4 separate regions of the Mus musculus genome follow, and regions 2, 3 and 4 are each linked to region 1. Evidence: chromatin contacts called from public ChIA-PET and promoter capture Hi-C data. All regions are on one chromosome and are shown on one strand. The core of a region is the stretch at or near the end of the contact, and the rest is flanking DNA. Distances in the headings are between cores, read along the strand shown. Region 1 holds the start of Dennd2d (DENN/MADD domain containing 2D). Region 2 holds the start of A630076J17Rik (RIKEN cDNA A630076J17 gene). Region 3 holds the start of Adora3 (adenosine A3 receptor). Region 4 holds the start of Kcna3 (potassium voltage-gated channel, shaker-related subfamily, member 3).

The links. Promoter capture Hi-C pulls out the DNA fragments that hold promoters and counts their contacts. ChIA-PET counts read pairs in DNA pulled down with a chosen protein or histone mark. Capture Hi-C pulls out chosen DNA fragments and counts their contacts.
Region 2: a promoter capture Hi-C map of liver shows a contact between it and region 1, with 2.1 times the contacts expected there. The contact joins the promoter of A630076J17Rik here to the promoter of Dennd2d in region 1. A contact is called at or near these places in 1 of 39 promoter capture datasets (liver), 1 of 15 datasets of contacts at CTCF or cohesin (large pre-B cells) and 2 of 115 datasets of contacts at active chromatin or transcription factors (T-cell acute lymphoblastic leukemia and pancreatic cancer cells).
Region 3: a promoter capture Hi-C map of liver shows a contact between it and region 1, with 4 times the contacts expected there. The contact joins the promoter of Adora3 here to the promoter of Dennd2d in region 1. A contact is called at or near these places in 3 of 39 promoter capture datasets (the C10 cell line, the HPC-7 cell line and liver), 2 of 484 Hi-C or Micro-C datasets (CD8 T cells and bone marrow-derived macrophages), 13 of 115 datasets of contacts at active chromatin or transcription factors (the 230-238 cell line, the SCID.adh cell line, bone marrow-derived macrophages and 8 more) and 3 of 9 other capture datasets (adipose tissue, liver and macrophages).
Region 4: a contact with region 1 is called in an RNA polymerase II ChIA-PET map of memory CD8 T cells, with 234 read pairs. The contact joins the promoter of Kcna3 here to the promoter of Dennd2d in region 1. A contact is called at or near these places in 6 of 39 promoter capture datasets (the C10 cell line, the HPC-7 cell line, embryonic stem cells and 1 more), 2 of 484 Hi-C or Micro-C datasets (CD4 T cells and bone marrow-derived macrophages), 10 of 115 datasets of contacts at active chromatin or transcription factors (the 230-238 cell line, CD8 T cells, bone marrow-derived macrophages and 6 more) and 1 of 9 other capture datasets (adipose tissue).

What each region holds. Positions count from the first base shown.
Region 1 is chr3:106,483,675-106,487,678 of GRCm38.p6, forward strand. It overlaps Dennd2d (DENN/MADD domain containing 2D), which reads left to right and starts at 2,366. Exons shown (of 12, transcript NM_028110.2): 1 at 2,366-2,646; 2 at 3,199-3,374. The coding sequence starts at 2,559. 2010016I18Rik (RIKEN cDNA 2010016I18 gene) reads right to left here and starts at 2,239. Exons shown (of 2, transcript NR_033207.1): 1 at 2,130-2,239.
Region 2 is chr3:107,228,811-107,232,814 of GRCm38.p6, forward strand. It overlaps A630076J17Rik (RIKEN cDNA A630076J17 gene), which reads left to right and starts at 1,804. Exons shown (of 3, transcript NM_001256174.1): 1 at 1,804-1,944; 2 at 3,800-3,870. The coding sequence starts at 1,932. It overlaps Prok1 (prokineticin 1), which reads right to left. Exons shown (of 3, transcript NM_001357885.1): 3 at 3,106-4,004.
Region 3 is chr3:105,902,084-105,906,087 of GRCm38.p6, forward strand. It overlaps Adora3 (adenosine A3 receptor), which reads left to right and starts at 2,338. Exons shown (of 2, transcript NM_009631.4): 1 at 2,338-3,069. The coding sequence starts at 2,717. All of the region lies in intron 1 of Tmigd3 (transmembrane and immunoglobulin domain containing 3), which reads left to right.
Region 4 is chr3:107,034,180-107,038,183 of GRCm38.p6, forward strand. It overlaps Kcna3 (potassium voltage-gated channel, shaker-related subfamily, member 3), which reads left to right and starts at 1,983. Exons shown (of 1, transcript NM_008418.2): 1 at 1,983-3,950. The coding sequence starts at 2,244. The coding sequence ends at 3,830.

The DNA of each region.
Region 1 (4,004 bases), core at 1,116-3,615:
GTGCCAGGGAGAGGGCAGCAATGGCTGGAGCAGTATGTTGGGAGGAGATAAGTCCTCTTTTTGCTACAGAGTTCTGGCTTGGTTTTCTTGGGCTTCCTGGACCTGAGTAATCTGCTACTGAATGGCTAGGGTCTGCTTCCTAGGGCTCAGAGGACACATTTCAGTTGTTCTCCACCTTACCCTCACAGCAGCATATGGCTAGCAATGGTACCTGGAGGATCTTCCTTGTGGTGGAGGAACAGGAAGGCAGGCATTCTATATGTACCTGGTCACAACTTTAGCACCTGTCAGGTCATATGGGTGTGACTCTTTCATCTTTCTTACTGTCCTCTTGCTTCCTGGGGGATTTCCCCTTCTGGTTCACTGGCTCAGGCTGTTTTGTCTTAGAGATGTGTGTGTGTGTGTGTGTGTGTGTGTGTGTGTGTGTGTGTAAAACACTGGTAGGGAAGACTGTTACGGTGATTCTGGGTTGCTAGCAGTTCAGCAAAGAACACACAACAGCTTTTCAGATCAAGGTTCCCTAAAGTCCCCTCTCTTCCTTCAGGTGGTTGTGGGAGGGGCTTCCTGTTGGAGGAACAAGTATAACCAGACGCCTGACTTCCCTAGAGGAGTGGCTCCTCCCTCAATTAAAATTGAGGATAATAATCCATTCCAGGGCATCCGGGTCAAGTGAGGTGCCTTCTACTATAGAGGAGTTTGATGCATATTGATCCTTCTCGTGCTTTTCTGTGAGAACCCCTTTTGAAAGGGGGAGAAGGAGAAAACACTCTGTTGGATCTTGAGCCTCAGCCCAAAGGTCTTAGTTACTTTTCATTGGTCTGGGATTTCTGACATTGCTGGTCCCTTGTTTCTCCTGATAAAGCAGGAGGAAATGGAGTGAAAAGCCAGCCCCAAGGACTGAGGAAAAGACATTTCCTGAGCTTCTGGGATGACCAGGAAGATGACTCTGGCCCCCCAAGCCATTTGCTCGCCACCCATCCCACTCCACCCACTACCTCTTCCTACCGGGAGATGTTTACTGTGTAATACACCAGAAGGCCTGAGCCTGGATTTGGAACTTTTTATGACGTTCACTTTGTACAGATCCTGTTCATTTTCAATTGCCTCCGAGTGACTTAATGCCTCGGTTTTCCTTTCTGTACTAGGCATGCTCTTGCTCCGTAAGGCAACCAGTAAAGATTATGCAACATGTCTATACAGGCTACAAGTAAGACACAAGTACTTTCTGTGGTGTCTTGCTTCCCCGTTCTCAAGATCCCAACTCTCATCATCTGTACTATGATTGCTGCTTCCGCCACAAGTCAATGTTGGGTTTCTGAGTCCTGCATTTTACCAGTGCCACAGTTTCAGTGCTCTTAGGAGTAGGGTGACAGCCTTCCTTCTTACCATAGCAACACACTCCCTCCCAGAGGGCTGCTAATTCTTTGCAGGAGTGGCAGACACAGGCACCAGATCCTTTTACTTCTTCCCTCCCCATTAAGTTACTTCTGGGCAAAGTCTCCTTCCTCTTATCCTGTACATTTCCTTATTCAGGACTTTCTGTTTAATAACCCAGGGTATCAGCGACTACTTTTCTCCTCTTCCTCAATCTCTAGACATAGTACTGGGCCTGCTGTTTAGCTTGTCCTGGCCCAACCAGAGGAAAGGCTGAGCAGGGGTAGGGGAGGGGTGAAGATGCTCTGTACCCCTACAGCTGCTGATGCAACTAGGCTCCTACTCTAAGCTGGGGACGATTTCCCGAGTCATTGCTTCCTTTTAGTAAAGATGGTGAGAGAAAGGATTCTTCCGGAACCCTGGAATAGTGAGAGAGATTTATGCCTTAGATCAGGAAAGATTGCCAGGGAGGAGTGGGTGAAGTAATCACCTTCACAGCTATTCTGTATATCTGGGCCTCTCAGAGGTGGGCCTCTCCTGTTACAAGTTATTAGTACATTTAGAGAATGAGTGGGCAAGTCTACTTATCTGAATCAGGGCAATCTGGCATCTTGGCTGCAAGAAGTGTTCAGTCCTGGGTTCCTGAAGATCCTTGATGTTTTAGATTCGCCAGTTGGCCTGGTGGGACTTTGCAGCTCCCGACGATTGCTTGAAAAGGTGATCGTGAGCAGTGGAGGATGAGGGATGTAAAATACCTGTGCTGTGCCCCACGAGGCACTGGAGTCCATAGTCTGATCTTCACAGGCATCCCTCGCTGCCTGGGTTTGTAAATAAACTCACCACATGGTCTGCAAGCACTGGAATTGAAAGCCCTTGGCCCAGAAGCAGCTGTGCCTTGAGATGTTTGCTCATGACCTTTTCTGTTACCACACCCTGGGGCTCTTGGGAGGAGCCAAGAGCTGAGTTGTAGTGCCAGGATGCTGCTTCTGTCAGTGCCCACACTAAGCTGCCTCGTGGGTCCTTTCACATCCTTCTTGCTCAATTACGGAGTACACAGGATGGAAACTGCTCTCTGCCTTTGGGAGACAGCGTGTGGCTCAGCTCAATAAAGTTGTGATTGGAGACCAAGGCAGAAGGCACTTTCTCAGGCTTTCTGTGGCCAGCCTGAAGGAGAAAGAACATCCATGCCCCCAAAGCTCAGAATGATGGAAGGACAAGGGGTAGGCCGAACCCTCAGGCTGCTCCGAAATCGCTTGCCACGACTTCGAGCAGGTCAGAACTGGATTGCCTACTTCCTTTTTCGGATGATCTTTTTATGGGCTGATTCCTGCTGTAGTGATCCTCTTTTTCCTTTATATGCTCAAACCCACATGGCCCCCATGTGGTCAAGCCAGGAGGATTGCCTTATCAGTTTGCAGAGCTAGTCCCGTCTGTTGCAGAGGTCTTGCTATAATTACCAAAAAATGCCCTATGGGTCTACTCTGATTATTTAGTGCAAATTTACTCAGGGCTCACAAAATACCCAGAACTGTTGCATCAGGCAGACTATACAGTGTCAGGCATCAGGCCTCCAAGAACCTCCACAGCATGGCATGGCTCCTCGGTTCTACATCAGTGTTTTCTTTTCTTCCTGTGTCACTCCACAGTTTCAAGTTTCCCAGGGCAGGTATGGAAATTGCCCCCTTGGCTCTGATCCTGCCTGGTGGTGCCTGGTCAGGCTTGGCACTGTAGCCTTGAGGCATGGTTGTTGCCCAGATTCTCGCTCGCACTACAGAATGGAGGAGTGGAAAGAATACTCAAGAGACCCTTGCATCTCCATTTTAGGACAATCCCAGAACAATCCTGGGGAAGCTGTCACAGAGCCAGAAAGGATCCAGGAGCATTCTCCATCTAGCTTTGCTGGAGGCCAGCACTTCTTTGAATACCTTCTTGTTGTTTCTTTAAAGAAAAAGCGTTTAGGGGATGACTATGAGCCCACGATCACTTACCAGTTTCCCAAGGTAAGGATGGAGGGAGAAGTGGGGCCTGAGGATGGAGGTGGGAGGACGAAGGTGTGTTTAAAAGGTAATAGAGGAGTTCTATGTCTTACCACGCTGCCTGGGCTCTAGCCCTGAGCTCACTGCTCTAGTTTCCTTTGTAGCCCAGCCCTAGTTTTCTGTAATCACCCAGAGAATCTAGGTCTGACTGCTTTGTGAAGGACTGACTGAAACTCTGGAGCAGGGAAACAATGCTCTTGCCCCTGTGGGAAACCTTCAGTTCTTCCAAATTCCACCTCAGTCACCTTTTCCTACAGGAAAACTCAGCTTCTGCTGGAACTACTAAGAAGGGATGGCCTTCCTGGTTGTGTGGTAGAGAATCAAGCAGGCCCCCGACTCAAGCACAGCCTAAGATCAGTCTCCCAAAGTATTAGATCTCTTCTTGCCTGATCATGCACTGGGTGAGGCGTAATGTCCCCTTCTTACCAGCCTCTCTTGTTAGAAGGTTTAGCAACTGGAAGGGTTGCTTCTTTTCTATGATGTGGTTTCTCTCTGATGCCACCCTCTCAGGAGGTTGGTCCAGCTGACCTTTCTAATCTTCTTTTTGAATATGTAAATCCTCAGGATACTGAATTCCAACCCAAGGTTACATTG
Region 2 (4,004 bases), core at 554-3,053, 740 kb after region 1:
ACTGTAATTCCAGCACTTGTGATGTAGAGGCAGGAGGGTCAGAAGTTCAAGGTCATTGTTGACTACACAGTGAGTTTAAGGAAAACCTGGGGCACATGGTGAGTTTGAGGCTAGCCTGTGCTACATGAGCTCAAGCATCAACGTCTCAAACACCAAGGAGGAGGAAGGAACACGCCCCATTCTTCCTGTCTTCTTTACTACCCTGGTACTTCTTGTGGTGCTCGAATGTTGTGCGATTATACAGGGACGCACACATGAATATGCATGCAAAGACCTGGGTATCAAAGTTGCTTTCCATCTTGTTTATTCTCTCTCTGTCTCTGTCTCTTTCTCTCTCTGTCTCTTTCTCTCTCTGTCTCTGTCTCTCTGTGTCTGTGTGTGTATGTGTGTGTGTGTGTGTCTGTGTCTGTGTGTCTGTGTGGTGTGTGCACTATTGTGTTCATGGAAGTCTGAGAACGACTTTCAGGGGTTGATTCTCTTCCAACCATCCTGTGGGATCCAAGGTGTAAACTCAAGCTATCAGACATGCATTCACACGCCTCTACTCATTGACCTGTCCCGCCAGGCCTCCGCTTTGTTTACAAAGCAGGATTTCTCACTCTTACCTGGAGCTTGCTGATTCAGCTTGGCTGACTGGCCAGCTAGCTAGCCCCAAGGGTCAGCCTGCCTCTGCATCCCCACCACTGAGGCCATAGGCATTCATCGTCACACCCAGCTGCTGTGGTTGTGTTTTGGGTTTTGTTTTTTTGTTTTTTTTTTTGGTTTTGTTTTTGTTTTTGTTTTTTAACATGGGAATCAAAATCTTGTCCCGCTTGCCCAGTCCAGGTAGACAAGACAAGCTAGGCTGGCAGCCATGATGATACTTGTTCAATATGAAGTCCACACTCTACATAGACTGGAGGGTTAGCTAATGGGAGCTACCTCTCTTTGCAAAGCAGTGTTAATTTTTCGTTATTTGTTGAATTAGTTTCCTCCAATGGTTGGGTTGACTGACAGGCTGAGGTGGGGCTTCTAAGAAGGTAAAAGGTACAGAAGTCTCATGTGGGAGTCATAGCTAGAGAGCTGGCGAGGGGCCAGAAAAATGCAAATGAATCCTGCTGGTAACCCCAGAATCCACCCTGTGCCCCTTGACATAGCTGGAAGCTGCCAGGGAGGCCTATGCCAGGGAATGTATGCTCCTGATACAGTTATTCTGCCCAGAGTCTGGGGAAAGCCAGGGCAGACCAGAGTCCACTGTGCAGACAGCTCTGTGCTAAGATCCCAGACAGAGCAAACACTGTACCTCACTCACGATCGATGCCTCTCAGTTTAACAGGGTCTCAGGGAGATACGGTTAGTGTGTTTTTCTTTCTAATCACAGCTGTTATCAGGCTCCGCCTCTAGGAACCTGTGTGTGAACTTGAACTTGGCAAGGAATGAACATTGACTGAACACACAGGGGTTTCTTGCTGTTAAGTTACTATTTGGGGCCTTTGAAAGGCATCCAGAAAGCTTTTCTTCCCAGATGTTTGGTTTTCCCAACTAAGGAGAGGCGTCCAAGCTCTGAAGTTTGGTAAGGGGTGTGGCACAAAAGCCCCCAGAGGCTGGGCCAAGGAGCTGAAAGCTGACTCTTTGTGATGCCTTCATAAGGATGAAAGATGAGTAGCTGACCACCCCCGTGACACTTCCACAGGGCAGATGATATCCTGAGCACTTCCCATTCGCTAACACTTAATCTTCACTGCCACCCCAAGAAGCAGATGATGATGATGGTGATGATGCTGGTGCCATTAATAAAGGGGGAACTTGAAACACAGAAAGTTCAGTAAACCGACCAAAGTCCCAAGCTAGGAAGCAGCTGGTGCTGGCTGTGATGCTAAGCTCTGGACAGCCTGCCCCTTGTCAGGAATCAGACATGCAGACTACAGCAGCTTGCACTGTGAGCAAAGGAAATGACAGCTGCAGGTATGTCTGTTTATTTAACCTTTGGACTTTGCTTTTGTGACAGAATTTCAGAGGCTCCTGAAGCATGCTCACAGCTCCTTATCCTTCAATGCATCTCCCTGCCTAGGCAGCCAGCTATAGTAGTCACACTTGTAATCCCAGCATTTGAGAGGCAGAGGCAGGAGGATTGCTGTAAGTTTGAGACCCATCTGGACTACATAATGAGTTCCAGGATGTCCAAGGGTACCTGATAAGATGAGATGAGAAAGAGAGAGTGGTGGGGGGGAAGGGAGGGTGACTGAGACACACAGAGAAAGCGAGGGGGGAGGGAGAGAGCGAGGACTTTAAGGGAAATGGATATTGAGTCTCATGCCCTGTGTGACATGGGCCACATGATCTTCCCAAGACCCAAGCGCTTTGCTATTCTCAGCTAGGCAGGAGAGCTAGGGGAGGTTGAAGCAGTGCTAGCCACATGGAGTGGGAACATATGGTGCTTTCTTTACAGATGTTGAAGGTAAAGTCATATGGGGGAGCTCATGCTTACCCATCTGAAATTCGTTGCCTCCGTGGTCTAGTGGCTGTGGGCTTCTGGAGCTAAACAGCCCCAGCTGGGGAGCAGACAGTGAGGGTGTGCTTCATATATCACAGCCTCGCTCCTGCCTAGTGCTCACCATGCATGACAAGATCCTAACAGGGGTACAACCAGCTCAGAGATACAGGCAGGACTAGGTGTCCATTAACTCTATATTAGATTCTCTGCTCCTGCCAAGGTGGGCAGGGCAGTGCCCTCCAGGGAAGGGAAAAACAATCCTCGAGTTCATTTAAAGACACCACAGTCACAACAGACTGGCACCCCATCCTGGCCACTTGGGTGCTACTAATCCCATGTATAATCAGAACTTCCATTCAAGGAGTTGTTGCCCGAGGTTGAAAATTGAATATCCCAAGTATGCAAGAGAAGAGACAACAACAACCCTGGAATTCACAGGACCCCTCAGTGGATAGCAAAATCTGAGGATGTTCAGGTCCCTTATAGAAAGCATCGTGGGATCACACGGACCTGTGCTCATCGTCTCACACGCTTTAACTCTTCCGAGGTTACTTATAAAACTGAACACAGTGCCGTGCCCCACGGCCATATGTGTGGTGTTCAGAGAATAATAAGAACAAGCTCAACGCATGTTCAATGCAGATGCACTTTTTAATATTTTGATCCACAGTTGGTGGAATTCCCATGAAGAGCCCCAGGGTCCGGAGGGCTGACTATATGCGGTTTGGGTCACGTGACGCTATATGTAGCTTTAGTTAATAAGGTATCCATTCTCCTCGCCCTCCTGTTTGAAGGGAAGTCAAGCCACTTCGCAGCACCCAGCGCACCCATTCCCCACAGGAGACTCTGAGGGTCTTCTTGCCGCACCGCACCCAGTCCTTCCTTCAGGATCCTGAAGTCGGGGGAGGGGGAAGACACTTTTGCTAACCTTCCTCTTTTCAACTTTGTGTATTTTAACACTTTCAAAATAGCTGCATTGTGGTGTAATCCATATAGCACACCATTTGCCCTCACAAACCATACACTTCAGCAATGTTGCCGATGCTGACAGATTGTACGGCCATCTCCACAATTTAATTTTAGAACGTTCTTGTCACCCTTAAAGAAGCCTGAGTCCCTTTACAGTGCCTCGCCATTTTTCTGCCTTCACTCCACCCCAATCCTAACCAACTATGACTTGCTTCCTGCCCCTGTGGGTTCGCCTGTTGTGGAGTTTTCACATAAGTGGAGTTGTACCAATGTAACCTTTTATGACTAGCTCCCACTGTCTAATGATTCAAGGGCCCCTCGTGCTATGAAGCATATCTGTGCCTTATGTCTTCTCAGCGCTGAGTGATACTCCGTGCTTGGACATCATATTGTCCTCATCTGGAATGGAAAGGAGCTTTTCGTACCAGGTCAGTTCTTTGCTTTCAGTGCCCAGCCCTGGTCAGGGAAAACATCCCAGAAGACACCATTAGTGTACCCTAGGCCAGCATGTGCTTCTCTCTACCTACATGGCTAGGTATGATTTTTTTTTTTTTTTTTTTGC
Region 3 (4,004 bases), core at 1,088-3,587, 580 kb before region 1:
GAGTCTGGGTAGGAGGCTGTTAGGGTGGCATGGTGGATCCACATGAGGGAGAGGTGGTGTCTTAGTTAGGGTTTTATTGCTGGGAACAGACACTATGACCAAGGCAAGTCTTATAAAAGACAACATTTAATGGGGCTGGCTTCCAGGTTCAGAGGTTCAGTCCATTATCAAGGTGGGATCATGGCAGCATCCAGGCAGGCATGGTACAAGAGAAGCTGAGAGTTCTACATCTTCATCTGAAGGTTTCTAGCAGAATATTGGCTTCCAGGGAGTAAGGATGAGGGTCTTAAAGCCCACACTCACCGTGACATACCTACTCCAAAAGGGCCACACCTTCTAATAGTGCCACTCCCTGGGCCAAGCATATCCAAACCATCACAGGTGGTATAGGAAGTTTTCTTCAAGGTCCTGTTAGAGAACTGCCTCGAGGGGAGCCTTTTTATTTTCTAGGTGGGGGCAAGGAAGAGATCCTGCTAGACCTAGTGAGTGTGCACAGGCGAAGAAGTGAAAGGGAATTTCGGAGCCAGGAATTGCTGGGAGCTGTGGGCTTATGGCTTCGGTGAAAGAAGCAGATGGCAGGAGCCTGAACAGGCTCAAACCCCACTAACCTGGGAATCATAACGAAAGCTATTATCAGGAACCAGGACCTGGTAACAGAAGATGTGAGAGACTGGGTCCATGGGTACCAGTGAGGTAACAGGTGTGTGAGGTGGCTGTCTATCCTGGTCTCTCTGCCCCCTCTCCTGGATTGCCTTTTGGATTTCAATCCCCAGTGAACAGATATTTAGCATGGTCATAAGACAAGCTAGTGAGGGAATATGGAAACTTCTCTTCCACCCCTCAAACTCGCCCTTGAACACTGGTGCTCTCTGTTTATTCAGAAAACAAAAAAGAACGGACATTTCTCCTTCGAAGAGAAGAAGCACCCAAGGCATCGCAGAAACCTCTGGGAGTAACATAATCCTGGGTGGGAAGCCGTGGTGGTTATGGTCCTCTGGAAGAGCATCCACTGCTCTTTATAGCTGAGCCATCGCTCCAGCCTGTCCACCTTGCTTTTCAATGTAACAAAACATGGACCGTCACCTTGTTTCTGTTGTTGTTAATGTAGAAGCTGCCCGTTTCCTGACCAACAAGCCTTAAATAGAGAAGAAAGCTTGATCTCCTGTCCTGCCTCTCTGTCTGTGGCAAATGATGGAGATTTTTCTAGGAACCAACAAAGCGAGATTGCAATTGCTTTTTGTTAAGGAAGACTCTTTCTTGCCTCTTGGTAGAAATTGCTTTCTGTAACTTCCCCTCTGAAGAGGACAGAAAGAAGGCAGTTACAGCAGAAGTAAGAGGAAAGGCCACTCGGGGGGCTGATGAAACGTAAAACAACAAACAAACAAAAAACAAAAACAAAAACAAAACAAAATAAAACACCCCACGTAAACACCAGGGCTGGAGAGAAGACTCAGTGGATAAGTGTGCCTGCTGCTCTTGCACTGTGTGTGTGTGTGTGTGTATGTGTGTGTGTGTGTGTGTGTGTGTGTGTGTGAGTGTGTGTGTGTGTGTGAGTGTGTGTGTGTGTGTGTGTGTGTGTGTGTGTAAAAATTGTTTTCAGTTTTGTCCCTGAGTGTCCTGAATTTTTTAGGTAGATCTGAGTGCCCTTAAACTCACAAAGATCTGCCTGCCTCTGTCTCCCCAGTCCTGGGATTAAAGTGTGCATCACAATTGTCTCTATCACAAGATCTTTGTGTTAAGCAGGCTGAGGGTGGAAATATTACATGATTAGTGTTTCCACCTCTTCTACCCAATCCTACCCACAGCTCATCTGGTCCCTGAATGATCTCTAGTTTCTCCCCACCACTTGTGTGTGTGTGTGTGTGTGTGTGTGTGTTGTATATCAGTTGTGGTGGGGGCAGTACTCAGAGCCTGATGCCAGCCAATCATTCTACTTCTGAAATATATCTTTGGCTCCCCACATCCTGACTTTTGAGTGTTGGTTCTTTCTTTTTCTTTCTTTCTTTCTTTCTTTCTTTCTTTCTTTCTTTCTTTCTTTCTTTCTTTCTTTCTTTCATTGGTTTGGATTTTTGTTTTGTTTTGTTTTTTGAGACACTGGGTTACTTAGGCTGGCCTTAACACAGTAACCAAGGCAGGGCTTGAACCTGTAATCCCACTGCCTTAGCCTTCCCTGTAGCTGAAACTGTCAGCTGTCACTAACAGACCCTGTCTCTAATCTCCTCTTGGAGCTGCCTCCATGTGACTCAGGCCAGCCTCCTGTGCTCTTTCCATCCTTTTTTTTCTTCTTCTTCTTCAGAGGGTTCCTGTACTTCCTCTTGGACTATCTCACTTCTTGAAACACTCTAAAGAGGAGTGCTTATCTTGATGGAGCTCGAAAGTTCTCTGGGGCCCAGGGGACAGCAGAAGCCCTGACTCTGTTTGCCTGGGGAAGTAAGAACGGTGGCCCTCTCGGATTTGGCTGCAGAGACCTGCATCCTCCAGGTTAATGGGAAGGCAGGGATAAGCGGCTGAGGTTGATGGTCCTGTAACAGGCCCTTTCTGAGAAGAGTCTCTAAGAGAGAGTCATACCGGAAGGAATGAGCAAGTTGTGAGTTCTCTGGACTGTTGTGACATTCTAACTTCTGGGCAGAAGTCTGACAAGAGCTGGGTCCACTGGCCCATACACAACCTGCTGAAGAGCCACGGAAGCTTCCGCCTGAAGCTTTTCTGAGACAGCATGGAAGCCGACAACACCACGGAGACGGACTGGCTGAACATCACCTACATCACCATGGAGGCTGCCATCGGGCTCTGTGCCGTTGTGGGCAACATGCTGGTCATCTGGGTGGTCAAGCTGAACCCCACTCTGAGGACCACCACGTTCTATTTCATTGTCTCCCTAGCACTGGCTGACATTGCCGTTGGGGTGCTGGTCACACCTTTGGCCATTGCTGTCAGCCTGCAAGTCAAGATGCACTTCTATGCCTGCCTTTTCATGTCCTGTGTGCTGCTGATCTTCACCCATGCTTCCATCATGTCCTTGCTGGCCATTGCTGTAGACCGATACCTGCGGGTCAAGCTGACAGTCAGGTAACAGGGTTGACGAAGGGGTGGATTAGAGAGAAGGCTGGAGAGTAGAGCTACCAAGTTTGGCTCCCAGACCCCTTTCGTAGAAATGAGTCAAACTGACCCTTGAAATTTACAAAGGGCAGTGAATATCTTTGCACCACATGGTTTGTGAAGACATTAGACATGAAGAGCTGAGACAGGAATAGGAAACGAGGGTGCTCTGTGCCCTTCTCCATTGAACATGGGCATCTGCTTTCTGGCCAGGGTAGCCAAAGATGATGAAAATGTGATGTATCTTTTAGTTAAAAAAAGAATCTGATCTCAAGTTTTCAAAGTGACATTGACCTACTAGATAGGATATCTTGTTTTAGGAGAAGGGGAAGACAGGCATAAGAGATAAGTAGATGGGGGTGTGGCTTTGAAGATGTAGGGTAGATCTTAACATGGCTTCTGTCTTAGTCTGTTGAAAACGGATTCTTAGGATGCAGTTTGTTCTCTTAATGAAATGTAAAACCCCCTTGAGACAAGGATGTTCTTGTTTGCAAAATGGTAGTATCATTTTCTGTGCAAAGAGGACAGTCCAATGAGAAACTACATTCCCAGGTTTCTTCTGGTTTCTCTTGGGGGAAGAATATAGCATAGAAACTACAGACAAGCTCTGGAGGAAAACAAGTCTGGATTCCTCTCCCTGATCTTTTGATCTGACACTGGGCACATTCTTTCTCGGCTTCACTCTCCACCTCTCAGAGTGGTTCTGAACATCTGAACCAGGCTCACCTCCGTTCAATTGTAGCACTATCACTTCTGGCTTCTGTGCAGTACCTGATGCTGTTTTACCTGATCCATAAAATGAAGATAATAATTTCACCTTTATAAGGTTAAATAAATAAAGCTAATAAATGTAAAGTTCTCAGAAAAGCCCTGCCTAGAGCCTGTGTTTAGTAAATGGTAGCTAT
Region 4 (4,004 bases), core at 733-3,232, 550 kb after region 1:
GCATTCTGAAAGAGAGATACTTTACAGCAGGGAGAAACGTGTGACCATCCATCACGGGACCATCCTCTGCTCTCATCTCCTTTGCCTTTGATTAATATTAATTTCAGTATTAATTCCTGCAAAAGTAAGAATAAATCATCTCCCCAGTCAGACATAGAAGTGCAAGAAACAGTCTTTAAAAATAGGGTCTTTGCCTCTCAGTGAGCTCTCCTTGTGACACTCCGTCTTTCCCAATCTTAGATTTACAAAAATAAATATGTAAATATTCATCAACTGTTCCCCTAATCACTGGTTAAAATAAGAAGCTGACCATTGCACAACAGATTGCTCTGAAACTGTGTATTTAAGAGGGATTTAAATGGTTTCCCAGTTTCTTCATCTGACAATAGACTCCACTCTCTGCAGTGCCCAGCACTCAGATGGTTGTAAAGCGAAACATGAAGGAATGATAAAACAAAAACAAACAAACAAACAAACAAACAAACGAAAACCTGGTGCTTGTTACACCCCCAAATGCTGCTCTAGAAACTTGTAGGGTGATTGGACTGCTGGCTCAGCTCTCCCTCGCTCCCCAGCCCAGGAATCACAATAGGGTCCTGAACTCAAAAGAAGAAATATCTCCCCAGAGCAGACAGAAATAAATACAAAGCATCACTTGTTGCAGAATTCAGTACAACAAACAAATGCTGAGATCCCAGGATTTCCAAGTTGCTAACAACAGAAGTTGGGCAAGCCCTCTTTATCATAGTTTAGTAGTTGGGAGAGGGGGTAAGAAAAACATGACGACAGATCACTCTTACATCAAACTGAATTTTCAGCTAACTTCATGGAATGAGTGAATGTCTAGACAATAGTTCCTCTTTTGCAAACGATTGCAATGATTCAAGGGGGTAACAGAATTTTGTAACTCTGGTACTTATACTTGGGGTAGCTAAATGTCTGGGAACAGAAATTATGTTTAAAGCAACCAGCACAATTTAGAGAAACAGTTTAAGGGAGATAATATTTTCTGTAGGCCCATATCAAGCAAGAGAGGCACAATCTGCAAAATGAAGGCTTTCCCACATTAACAGCTAAAATACACTTTCTCGAGTTCCCTACTGCAAGGGCAGGTATCATTGTGTTAATTAAACGCTAGGTATTGGGCCTGTTCGTCACACAGTAAGGTGTGGTGAATTTTCTTTACCATTCCCTCTTATTTTTTTCCACTGCCCTCACTAATCCCAACCAGAAACTTGCCCCTGATTCTGCCCGCACTGAGCTAACCATTATAAAAATGAGGTCTCCAGATGCCTTTAAGGACCCTCTTTTTAGACTGCTGGGAAGACTTGAGACCCCATGTTACCCATTAACCCATTGCTTCCTGTCCAAAAATATCGTTTACTGCACCAACACCCAGGTTTTAGCATTATTCTACCCCTCTAAATCCGGATGCTGGCCCCAGACTATCCTATCCTGCACTAGCCCAGACAACCTAGCCTGCAGCCCCTCCTCCCAAGACATTCAGGGTCTGGATGCCTGGATGCCTCCTTTGCTTGGGACTTTTTGTTACCTACTCTAGTGGAACTTGCCCTTCTTGGCAAAGTGTCAAGGGCCAGGAGGCCTCCCTTCGAGGGATGAGGTGTGGTCCTTGCGTGGGTATAACAGCCCTGAGATTAGGTCTCGACCACGCGCGGGAAGGGAACGCGCGCTGACCAGGAGCGAGCAAGCAGAGCCCAGGAACGAGGTCAGGCGGCCGGGTTCCTCCAAGGCCAGCGTGGCTGGGTAGGGGTTCCGCGGAGTCTGGGGAGTGGGGTGCAAGTTGGCGGCGATCCAGTGACAAAGAAGGTCGAGGAACAAGGGTGGCAAGCGGGAAGCGGAGCGCGCGCGCGCGGTGGGCGGGAAACCCGGGGGCGGTGGCAGAGAGGCGGGCGCGCGCCCCGCGGGGAGGGGTGCGGAGGAGGGAGGAGGAGGCGTCTGGACCGTGCAGCCCCGCGGGCCGCGCCAGCCCAGACAGAGCCTCGCGGCAGCCGCAGCAACAGGCGGCGGGGCCGGGCTCGTAGGGCAGAGGCGGCGGTGGGGCGGGGAGCTCCAGGAGGAGCGACTCGGGCCGGCAGCCGCCAGCAGGGAAGGAAAGCACCGCCGCCTCCCGCGCTCGACCGCCGCAGCCCTCCACCCATCACCGCGCCCACCCTGCACCGGACCCCGCAGGAGGCGGCGCGCGCATCCTGCAGAGCCCCGGCCACGCCGAGCTGCCGCCAGACATGACCGTGGTGCCCGGGGACCACCTGCTGGAGCCAGAGGCGGCGGGAGGCGGTGGCGGGGACCCGCCTCAGGGAGGCTGTGGCAGTGGCGGCGGCGGTGGCGGCTGCGACCGCTACGAGCCACTGCCACCCGCGCTGCCCGCCGCGGGCGAGCAAGATTGCTGCGGCGAGCGTGTGGTCATCAACATCTCTGGGCTGCGCTTCGAGACGCAGCTCAAGACCCTCTGCCAGTTCCCCGAGACACTGCTGGGCGACCCCAAGCGGCGCATGCGGTACTTTGACCCACTCCGCAATGAGTACTTCTTCGACCGCAACCGACCCAGCTTCGACGCCATCCTCTACTACTACCAGTCCGGGGGCCGCATTCGCCGGCCGGTCAACGTGCCCATCGACATCTTCTCCGAGGAGATCCGCTTTTACCAGCTGGGTGAGGAGGCCATGGAAAAGTTCCGTGAGGATGAGGGCTTCCTGCGGGAGGAGGAGCGACCCCTGCCCCGCCGTGACTTCCAGCGCCAGGTGTGGCTGCTCTTCGAATATCCGGAGAGCTCCGGGCCGGCCCGGGGCATTGCCATTGTGTCAGTGCTGGTCATTCTCATCTCCATTGTCATCTTCTGCTTGGAGACGCTTCCCGAGTTTCGCGATGAGAAAGACTATCCCGCCTCCCCGTCGCAGGACGTGTTTGAGGCTGCCAACAACAGCACGTCGGGGGCCCCTTCTGGAGCCTCCAGCTTCTCGGACCCCTTCTTCGTGGTGGAGACCTTGTGCATCATCTGGTTCTCCTTTGAGCTTCTGGTGCGGTTCTTTGCTTGCCCCAGTAAAGCCACCTTCTCCAGAAATATCATGAACTTGATAGACATTGTGGCCATCATTCCTTATTTTATCACTCTGGGCACTGAGCTGGCTGAACGACAAGGTAATGGGCAGCAGGCCATGTCGCTGGCCATCCTGAGAGTCATCCGCCTAGTAAGGGTTTTCCGCATCTTCAAGCTCTCCCGCCATTCTAAGGGGCTGCAGATCCTAGGACAGACGCTGAAGGCTTCCATGCGGGAGCTGGGGCTGCTCATATTCTTCCTCTTCATTGGGGTCATCCTTTTCTCCAGTGCAGTCTACTTTGCTGAGGCAGACGACCCTTCTTCGGGTTTTAACAGTATCCCGGATGCCTTCTGGTGGGCAGTAGTAACCATGACAACTGTTGGTTATGGTGATATGCACCCAGTGACCATAGGAGGCAAGATTGTGGGCTCTCTTTGTGCCATCGCAGGTGTCTTGACCATTGCATTGCCAGTTCCTGTGATTGTTTCCAACTTCAACTACTTCTACCACCGGGAGACAGAAGGGGAAGAGCAAGCCCAGTACATGCACGTGGGCAGTTGCCAGCACCTCTCCTCTTCAGCCGAGGAGCTCCGAAAAGCCCGGAGTAACTCCACTCTGAGTAAGTCGGAGTATATGGTGATCGAAGAGGGGGGTATGAACCACAGCGCCTTCCCGCAGACCCCCTTCAAAACGGGCAACTCCACAGCCACTTGCACCACGAACAATAACCCCAACTCCTGTGTCAACATCAAGAAGATATTCACTGATGTCTAATATATGATACGGTTGCCAATTCTGTGCCCAGTATTGTGTGGAACATGCCCCCTTGGTCTGTGTATGCCCTTGATTTATACATTTCCAGACCACTCATCAAGGAAAGTACAAGAAGTGAGGAAGCACACTTCATTCTCCCTATTGCTTCATACTGAAACAGGTGCCTGTTTTTGC